Regions from separate parts of the Mus musculus genome. Here regions 2 and 3 are each linked to region 1. A link is a contact called in public HiChIP or PLAC-seq and promoter capture Hi-C data. All regions are on one chromosome and are shown on one strand. Each heading gives the region's core, a stretch centred on a gene start, on an enhancer-like site or on the middle of the called end of the contact. The rest is flanking DNA. Distances are from core to core; before and after follow the strand shown.

What was found. Promoter capture Hi-C pulls out the DNA fragments that hold promoters and counts their contacts. HiChIP or PLAC-seq counts read pairs in DNA pulled down with a chosen protein or histone mark.
Region 2: a contact with region 1 is called in a promoter capture Hi-C map of pre-B cells, with 2.0 times the contacts expected there. The contact joins the promoter of Zfp41 here to the promoter of Gsdmd in region 1. A contact is called at or near these places in 1 of 39 promoter capture datasets (pre-B cells), 1 of 484 Hi-C or Micro-C datasets (the N1E-115 cell line) and 1 of 115 datasets of contacts at active chromatin or transcription factors (memory CD8 T cells).
Region 3: a contact with region 1 is called in an H3K27ac HiChIP or PLAC-seq map of embryonic stem cells, with 3 times the contacts expected there. The contact joins the promoter of Puf60 here to the promoter of Gsdmd in region 1. A contact is called at or near these places in 6 of 115 datasets of contacts at active chromatin or transcription factors (the SCID.adh cell line, effector CD8 T cells, embryonic stem cells and 1 more) and 2 of 9 other capture datasets (adipose tissue and liver).

Annotation. Positions count from the first base shown.
Region 1 is chr15:75,860,775-75,864,103 of GRCm38.p6, reverse strand. Gsdmd (gasdermin D) reads right to left here and starts at 1,765. Exons shown (of 11, transcript NM_026960.4): 1 at 1,623-1,765; 2 at 476-699. The coding sequence starts at 695.
Region 2 is chr15:75,614,999-75,618,327 of GRCm38.p6, reverse strand. Zfp41 (zinc finger protein 41) reads right to left here and starts at 1,644. Exons shown (of 3, transcript NM_001044718.2): 1 at 1,508-1,644; 2 at 1-284. The coding sequence starts at 127.
Region 3 is chr15:76,079,341-76,082,669 of GRCm38.p6, reverse strand. It overlaps Puf60 (poly-U binding splicing factor 60), which reads left to right and starts at 1,724. Exons shown (of 12, transcript NM_028364.2): 1 at 1,724-1,820. The coding sequence starts at 1,797. It overlaps Gm48952 (a long non-coding RNA gene), which reads right to left and starts at 144. Exons shown (of 2, transcript XR_003951572.1): 1 at 31-144.

The DNA of each region.
Region 1 (3,329 bases), core at 516-3,015:
GGTCCTGAGTTCAAATCCCAGCAACCACAGCACTACGTTCCATCGGTAAGCAGCTCAGTCTCCTGTCAGGTCAGTACCCCCTTGACCACTCTGGGACTCCACGGGTTCTATAGACGGTGGCTCACAACCGTCTGTAATGAGATCTGACGCCCTCTTCTGGTGTGTCTAAAGACAGTTACAATGTACTTACATATAATAAATAAATCTTTGGGCTAGAGCAAGTAGGGCTGGAGGGAACAGAGGTCCTGAGTTCAATTCCCAGCAACTGCATGATTGCTCACAACCATCTGTCCAACTACAGTGTATTCACATACGTAAAATAAATAAATAAATTAATTAATTAAAAAAAAAAACCTCCCTACTCTGGAAATAGGACCAGAGGAGTAGAGTTGAACATGCCCAGTTAGATGGCAGGCTGGGCTTTGCCCATTCCCTTCTGTTCAATCTTGGGGGATCAAGATGGGAAAGAAGATACCTGGTTCTGGAGCACTGGGCTCCAGGATGTCCTTGATTGACAGGTTGACACATGAATAACGGGGTTTCCAGAACCTTGAGCTTGAAAATTTCCTGTTCAGAAGGCAGTAGGGCCTGAAGCTGGTGGAGTTCCGCAGGCTGTCCACCGGAATGAGATCGCCTCTGCTGCCGCTTACCTCCTTGATCACATTCTTGACCACTTTCTCAAAGGCCGATGGCATGGTCCTGGGGGCAGACGGCAGGGCTCCGTACTTAGTTCCTCCAGCACTCAGGAACCCCATCCCTTCAAAGTAGCCTTGCCTTGTTAGTCCTGGCACATTCCTGCCCGACCAACACAACACAGACACGATTCACTCCGTGGCTCGCCTATCTGTCTCTCCTTGGGGCCACAGCACTTAGGAGGAAGAGGAGGAGGGGGAGGGGGAGGGGGAGGGGGAGGAGGAGGAGGAGGTAGTCTGTAGTAGGTCTATACTATCTACATCATTAATTACTGTGCATAGCCTTTGGCCAATTGCTAAAGTCTAAGATACCTTGTTGCTCTCCCTGGCTGAGGGCCAAGGCTGGGGAAGGAACACAAGCCCCCACTTCTAAGGGATTTAGCACAGGAGCCCACAGCAAAGCCAGTGTTCCAGGGCTCAGTGGTTTCCTCCAGGGCTCTCATGTACAGCTCTGTGAGCTACCTGACCTGATTGAACTTTCATGGGTCAGAGGCCAAAACAGGCCTGGGACAGACAACCTGGGCACTGTGGAGGAACAACTCTACACCTAGGAAACTGGGTCTCTGGGCTAACGGTGGAGAGTGAGGCAGGAAGGCCCTTGGTGATCAGGGAGGGACTTATGGGTCAAGGAATCATCCCAGAAGCCTAGAGAGTCCCCCCTCCTTCCCCTCCCCCCACTCGGTCCCCTCTTCCCGCCCCAGTGTCAAGTCCAAACCAGGCTTGTCCCACTGTATCACTAGTGGGTGACCTCCATAGAGGGTAGACCCTAGCTGCTAGGGCCCCTTCAAACTGTCTTCAAGGTATAGTGGGGCTTCTGGGAAGGGCTAAATCCCCAACTCAACAAGCAAGCATCCAGGCCATAGCGTAGACCACACTAGATAGAGGAGGGGCGGCTGGGCTCTGGAAGAGCTGGGTAGCAGGGTGGCTCACCTCGATTTTTCACCCCTGCCGAGGTATCTGGGTCCACCAAGCGAAGCGAGGACCTGCTGGGATGCCGGGGAGGGGTCTATTGTCTGCTCAACCCGGGAGCAACGGGAGCCACGACCAAGAGCGGAACTCAGGCGGCAGGACACAAAAGTGAAACCGTAAAGCTTCAGCCCGACGTAGCGGGCGCGGTGCTTTCAAGGAGCCCTCCCTCCCGGAACAGCTGCGCAGCCTGCCCTAGCCTCCTCCTCCTCCTCCTCCCCGGAGCCCGCCTGGGCTTCGGGAATTCCCTGCGATCCGGGAGCTTCGCTTTCTTCTAGTTCGGGTTCCTCCAAGTTCGCAGCGCTTCCCCCCCACCCCGCCCCCCTTTGGTTTTTTTTTTTCGAGACAGGGTTTCTCTGTGTAGCTCTGGCTGTCCTGGAACTCACTCTGTAGACCACGCTGGCCTCGAACTCAGAAATCCACCTGCCTCTGCCTCCCAAGTGCTGGGATCAAAGGCGTGCGCCACCACCACCAGGCTTCACTTATTCTTTCTTAAACACCTGGGCCATAGTAAAAGATCTGAATGGACTTCTCTAGGAATACACAACTGAACCAGTTGCCAGCAAGCACACCATTAGTTATCAGGAAAATGCAAATCAAAACTAGATAGCATCAAAGCTACTCTGCTGGCTGACATCCTAAGTAAATAGCAGTAAAGCAAACCCCATGGTCCTTGCAGACAGGAAATTGAAAACAGAGCTGCTCTAGAATACATCCACAATTTTTCAAACGGGTGAATGTAGAGTTACCAGGTGACCTAGCAATTGGACTTGTAGGTGCATATCCAAAGCAAGAGGTCATCTTGGGGTTGTGGCTATCAATGGTGAAGTGTTTCTCATACAGCAAACAGAAGGTCAAACAGATATGCCTACACCAATGTTTGCTGTAGAGTTTAAATTTTCCTCTTGAGATTTTAAAAACTTATATCCCACGTGTGGGAGTGTTTTGTCTGCATATATGCAAGTGCACCATATGTGGGTGCCAGGACTTGAGTCCCCGTCCTCTGTAAGAGCAGCAAGTGCTCTTAACCCCTGCACCATCTCTCCAGTTTCCATGGTAACATTTTAAAGAGTCAAGCAGATAACCCTCAAGTGACCTGAATGACAATCAATTCATACATAGATTAAAATTTTGTCCAGTTCTGGGCCCTGCACACACTAGGCAAGAAAGCCCCCTATGACCAAGCTCTGTCACCAACCCTCAATAGGGCGCTTGCATGGCTACTGAGAAGCTTGAGTACACCTATAAGACACATTGCAGAATGTGGATAAACCCTGAAAACACGGCCACAAGCGGAAGAAGCCAGACCAAAACTAATCCAAGCCAACCAACCAACCAACCAACCAAACAAACAAACAAACAAAAAAATGACACATCACTGTGCAAGCCATTTTGTATGAAATCCCCCAAGTAAGCCAACTGTTCATGGTTGCCAGTGTCCTGGGGTGTGGGCAGTAGCCACACGAGTTTATTTATGTATGCATTTGTTTATTTAATTTAACTTTGAGACAGGGTCTCTTTATGTATCCCCTGCTAGCCTGAAGCTCAATAAATAAACAAGACTATCTTGGGACTCACAGAGATTTACCTGCCTCTGCCTCGTGAATGCTGGGATTAAAGGCATGAGCCACCCTGCCTGTACATGTTTGAATATACTAGACTCACAGAATT
Region 2 (3,329 bases), core at 395-2,894, 250 kb after region 1:
GCTTTCTTGGCTTCTTGGTTGCCTTTTTCCCCTTTGATGTTTTCTCTCCCTTGACAGTGGCCTTTTGCGCACCTGCCTCCTCCTTTGGGGCCTGACTCTTCTTTTTCCTAGTTGCAGGCTTTTCCATTGCTGCTCTTAGGAAGCAGGAAACCCCCCTGGAGGCCAGGGAAGGCTGAGGGTTTTCAGACAGTGGCTGCCTGGCTCCTTCTCTGGGACTTCGCTGTCAGGGACAGCTCCTGCGTACGAAGCTGCATCAAGCAGACAGAACCACGGTCGTCTTGCTTCTGGAGGCAAAAGCATGAACAACAGGTCAGAGGCAGCTCTTAGCTCTCTGCAGCTCCACTGTCTTTCCAGCTGCTCACATGATGAGCCCCTCAGACTAAAGTGGACTCCCCAGAGCTCTAGCCCCAGGCCTATAAGCTGAGCTCAGAGCCTCTGGTCCACTGTATGCTCATCTCTTTGAGTGACTCTCTCACTCAGCCACAGACACTCCTGGGCCTGAAGACAAGATTTTCACTCATCCCAGAGAAAGCCATAGCCATCATGGACCGATGGCCATTTTCCACCTCCCCAAACAGAACCTTCCCCGTTCTTCCTTATCCTCTCTACCCGCCCACATTGGGACTGTGCAAACACCCTGGAGTAGGAAGTAACTCTACCATACAACAGCCTGGTTCTGAGCCTGGAAAACTCAGGGCTCTCCTCATAATCCACAGCAAACCCCATCAGACCCCCAAAGGATGCCTCTTGTATTGATGAGGCTCTCTCTATGTGACCCCTCTTTATCTCTAAACCTGCACCATCCCCTTTACTCCCAGAGGCCCAAAGGGGTGGGCTCTGCTGGCAGTTCCATCTAGAGCACCCACACTTTCCCAAAAACACTTTGGGAACACACTGTATTTTGTTCTAAGCATTTGACAAATACCCACATATCTAACCCAGCAGATAAAATTCTTATCCGGATTCAGAGTCCAAGATCCAGGCGGCTAGGTGACTGTTTGCTCTATGTCAGCATCTGAAAGTGTTTGTCTTTTGTGGGACAGCTCAGGAGACACCTGAGAGTCCCTGTCTGCAGCATCACTCAGTACCAATTCAAACACCATCACTCTGGTGAGAGGAATGACAAGCGGGACCCAGGTGTCTGTGTCTGCTCACCAAGGACCATCCTCACTGAAAACTTAAATAGTCATTAAAACCAGAGAAGACCCCAGCGACTTAGCTTATTGCCCCCTCTCTTCACAGGCCTGTGCACAGGAGTAGGTGCGAGTGATTCAGGCAACTTAGTTGAATTCCGCTGACCTAGGGACTCAGGTCCATCAAGGAGCTGCTGGAGCCGGCAGGATAAGGCGCTCAATGCATCCAGCAACAAGGGGCTTCGCTAGGTAGCCCGGCCCACCTTCCCCGCCTCCAAGGACCTCTGCAACACCGCCGAGGTGGTCCACAGAGAAACGACTCAGAAGCCGGCCTTCGCCCGGTCGGGGCTACCGTGCACACACGCAGAGAGTACCTGATGGGTGCCGAGCACAGACGCCGGCGGAACGTGGCCGTAAGCAGGCTGACCGGCGGGCGGGCGACCGTTAACAATGCCCACTTGAGCCCGCCACTCCCGCGCCTAAAGGCGCCCGCCCCTCTGGTGCCGCTCTACCTTCCCCGGCCTCTCGGTGGTGCTGCCGCGCACCCTAAGCCCCGCCCACCGCTCGAAACCCACTCCAGTGCCGCTCTAGGACCCTTGCCGGGTTCTCGGTGGTACCGCCGCAAGCTCCGGAGCCCCGCCTGCTCGTTCACGCCCTTCTGGTGTCGCTCTAGGAGCAGCCGCCCGGCCTCTCTGTGATCCCGTGCTGCGGCCGTAGGCCCGCCTACCTCTCCCCGCCCCTTCGGGTCGGCTCTAGGAGACACTGCCCTCGCTCCTTGTGATGCTGTGGCTGCGGGCTCGAGCTTCGCTTGAGAGGATGCTAAGCAGGCGTCTGTGCCTGTGCAAGCTTCTGGGCTGCGGGCGGCGCCTTTCTCCCGGCGTGCGCCTCTTCTCAGGACTCCAAGCCTTCTTCTGCAGGCTTCGTGTTATTTCTCAGTCATCGGGTTTGCCATCTGTGGCACGCCGGGATGGCGGACCCAGTAGTGCACGGCCTGTAGCCCCCTGGAATCATCCGACCCCGCCCCTCCTTTCCGGCAAAGCCAGGGTCCCCTGCTCTGTCCTTAACGCGGGCCTTTACAGATATTTAAATCTAGTCACTTCTTGTGCTCTTTCGACTTTCTGGGTATATTCTCCACTATTATATTTGGTTAGGCTGGCTTAGAACTAGCAATCTCTTGCCTCGGTCGAGTCCTGGGACGATAGGTGTGGCCCACGGCGCTTGGAGAATGAAGTTATGAGAAACGAATCGAGAGCTGTTGTGTGCTTGGTGAAGTCTCCCTGGGGGCGCCATTTTACATGACTAGTACACAGTGTTAGTGCCTCCTGTGCTGCAGAAGCCTGTATCAAACCTCTAACAGACCCTTTCTTTAAGTGTCGTCTCCACCTCATCCGTTTAGATTCAACGCCAACATGCTAGATAAATGTAATTGTCCAGCGTGCAACTTGGCGGAGCTTGCCGATTATCATTCAGGCATCGCTGTCTAGATTCACAAGAGTGGCTGTGTATTGAATGGTGGTTCATTCAGCCTCCTGAACAGCTGCCTCTGCGCTGTGTGCATCACAGCTTTGGGATCCTTTGTCCACTGAAGGACGTGTTTACAAGGTTGTTGGGAAGCAGCGCCCCCCCCCCCGCCCTCCCCCCGTGCTGTTTCATTTCCCTGGGACCGTGCCCAGGAAGGCAGTTGCTAGGTCCCAAACTGCATGTTGCCTTTTGCAAGAAACAGACAAGCTGCTTTCCAGAGAGCCTGTGCCATTTCTCATTCATTCCTACCAGTGGCATGGGGCTTTCTGGCTTACCAGCATTTGGTACAGGGAGGTAGGGCATCTCCTTGCTTGCTTTCCCCAGAAGGTTAGTGGCCTGTGTGCTTCCTGCCATCTTTCATGTAGTCCCCAGTCTCTTACCTATCCTCTAATGAGGTGGGCTGAGCTGGATGCGCATAGACTGTTGGTATCATTCTTGTTCTTTTCAGCTCTCAGGCATGCTCCAGCTTGTCCCTACCCCCACGCCCCTTCATTTGTGGAAGAGATTCTGTTTTGGAGTGGCTCCTCTCTGGAGAATTATACCCTTCTCTTGTCAGTGAGACTCAACTGCTAAGCCTGTGGCTTGGGCTTGCTCACGTGGTCCAAGTTTTTCTCTAAGAAGACAATGAAGTGTCTTCTGCTAAGAAGCTCCAGTGTCTGGACACAAGCTCTGAGC
Region 3 (3,329 bases), core at 475-2,974, 220 kb before region 1:
TTCAACATTTCAGAGTTTTTATCAGCTTACCAAAGATTTTTCTGAAAAGCAAGGTCCATCACTATCAGAGGGTGGTGCCTGGGGTTCCCCCTGGTGGTGGTGGTGAGACCCAGCCCACTCAACATCCTGTGTGTGTGTGTGTGTGTGTGTGTGTGTGTGTGTGTGTATTTTCAGAGTCTCTAGTGGGCCCATCTAATTCTAATTCTTGAAGAATATTGGCCAATGTGATTATCGCTTGTTTTCTTGAAACTTTCAACTTTATGGGTTTTCTGTTTTGTGTTTTGAGACAGGATCTCTCTATGTAGTCTTGGCAGTTGCTTGGAACTACTTGGAAAGGTAGACCAGGTTGGCTTCCAATTCACAGAGCTTCTCCTTGCCCCTGCCTCTGGAGTGCTGGGATCACAGGTATATGCCACCACACATAGCTCAACTTTATTTTTCAACTTATCGAATCGCTCATTTGCAGATTTTGTTTTGTTTTTTTTTGGGGGGGGGGTGTTTTTCCAGACAAGAGTTTCTCTGTGTAGCCCTGGCTGTCCTGAACTATGTAGACCAGGCTGGCCTCGAACTCAGAAATCTGCCTCTGCCTCCCAAGTGCTGGGATTAAAGGAGTGCACCACCAACACCTGGCCGTTTTAATTTTTCTCTTTTTTAAATGGGGAAATCTAAGTTCATGATCTTTATTTTCTTGTTTGGGGGATGCAACATCTTTAGGTATCTTCCATTTCCTTTGTTGTCTTGGTTTCTTTTCATGCTCTTCTGCTTGGTGATTCTGGCTGGCCACTTTTGCTTAAGAGTGAGATGCTAAGCTGGGTCTCAGCGCTTCGTTCCCAGGAGGAGCTAATCTCCAGGCACTGTTGGCAGAGCCAGAACGACTAGTAACCTGTATTAGGGATAGAAGTCTGGAGGCACCTACTTTTTTTTTTTTTTTTTTTAAACTATCTGCACATTTTCGGAGAATTCAAGACACAAGCATCACACACCAGCCTGCTAAGGCCCTCCCCTGGCTCCCCAGCATTCCACTTCTCTGCCCACTTAGGTTTGCTTTCAGTAGAGCTTTTTCCTGTTTAAAGGGGGTACCGAGGGGGAGGAAAATATTCTGCCATGTTTTGCTAAAGATCTCTATATTAAAGTCTGAAAACCCGAGGGGTGGAAAACGAGAATGGCTATCCGGTGGAGTTTGAAGGTGCCTGAGCTTACAGATGTGGTTGGTGCCTTGCAGGCAGCCTTACGGCCACAAAGCCCAGATGAACTACATATTTACACATAGCTCAGGACTTGGGGACTAACGTACACATTTATGCCCACAGGACAATAACCACAGGACAGGCTGGGGAGCCATCTTTTGGGGGCCATCTTCGTGTCAACGGCTATTTTCTCACTAGGAAAGAGACCATATTTCAAAATGAATGAGGATTCCTGACTTTAGATGGACAATGCAAAGGACGATGCATCAGTCTTTTTGTCTTCTGTCTCCGCAGTCTACGAGCTTTCAGCGAGTGGACTCAACTAAAATAGGGTGGTAGGAAAAGAGGCAGACGGAACTGACTCAAAAATGTCGACCCCCCCCCCCCCCGACCAGGGGAGGGCTCTCCGGGTCGCCACTCCAAAACCCCGGCCCGCCCCGTCCTCCTCCGGTACATTAACGGCCTGCTCCGCCCCGGAAATGCGTTTCGGTCTCCGCTCTCGTAGCTATGCCGTACGTCGCGAGATTTCCGCGTCCGACGCCCAGATCGCGCGAGACTGCGGAGGGAGCTGATGCTTGTGGCGCGCGCGGCGGCCGCGACGGACGCAAGATGGCGACGGCGACTATAGCTCTCGTAAGTGAGTCCCTCGCGGCCAGGGGGCGGCCCTCAGCTCGGAGGAGTGAGTCGTCGGCTGGGACAGGGTGCGGAGGGGACCCTGGGTGCGCAGCGGCCCGACCCGGACCTCGTACGGACTTTACCGTGGTCCCCGGCACGCGGGGCGGAGGCGGAGCGGGAGCGCGCGGCTGCGGCCACGGCTGGGGCTCGACTGCAGCTTCCGGCTCGAGGACTCCAGTTTCCGGCAGCTGGGCGGGGTGGGCCGGCCGCGGAGCTGCCCTGCTGGATCCCCGCGGGGCGGTCCTGTCTGCCGAGACTGGGCGACAACTGTCTAGGCGTCCGGTGGCATTAGGGTGTCCTGGTGCCTGCTCCAGACCCGCGCGGCTACGCCCCGTGTTGGGGACGCGGAAGGGGCGGACCCGTTAGCATTTGCTCTGCGCCATGGTGCAGAGACGAGGGTTTCCCGTTCCGTTAACACGCAGGAGGGGAAGAGCATCTCTCCCAACCCCCATTCCCCTCCACACCTTTCAAACAGCCATTCTGTCACTGCCTCTGTGGGGAACCCGACAGCCGGTGCCTGCCTCGGTCACTGGTCCGGGTGGGCATCATAAGACTTTGCTAACCCCCTTGTCTTGGGCTGGACGCTCCAAGGGCTGAACTTGGTTCTGCCCTAGTCAGTCGGGAATGTTCCTTGAATGGCTACCACCAGGAGTTCCTTCAGGGACTATTTATCTCTTGGACCTAACCCCACTGCAATCCAGACTTTTGTTAGCCGCCACCCTCACTCAGAGGGGATGAAGCAAGGGCTGAGACCACTTAAGCCCTAGGTGCCTGGAGGCCAGCCGTAGGGTAGGGTCGAGTAGAGTACACACAGGCTGCCATTCCTCAGCCTTAGCTGGGAACTGCACCTTCATAATGGGAGAGGGGCACTTGCTCCAGCTTGTGAGGGGTGGATCTAGTATGTCTTGCTCACATCAGGGCTAACTTCAAAAGAAAAAAAAAAAAATTCCTGCTTCCGCTGCTTGACGCTATTGGTGTAAATGGTCTTTTCGGAAAGACAACCAGAGAGTTGAGGAGTTGATGACTGCCCTTAGGTGGCTGTCAGATGATAGAAGAAAGGGTGAGGGCAGAGTATAAAATACTTTAAACAGCACTGGAGGAGAGTGGATGCCTCATTTCTGGGTAGCCCCTGTTGTTCATGCAGACTGAAAGGTTAGCGCGATGCTAGACAGATAGTGTCATTATTGAGATGGTCTCGAGCAGTAAGTCTCACCACTGAAGCCGTCTTTGCCAGCATTTGACCACAAGGCCCCCGAGAATTGTCTCTCTCTCTCTCTCTCTCTCTCTCTCTCTTTCTCTTGTTTTGCTGCATCCACAGTGCTCAGTACAAGCCTGGCTACCCAGGAAGTAGCACTACACCCTGTGAAGGGACCTGAACAGATGGAAGACAGCGTCCTTCAGCCAGTCCTATTCTTGGGGTCTGGCACTGCTCTCAATGGTACTAATGTTGCTAGAACCTGTGGCTTA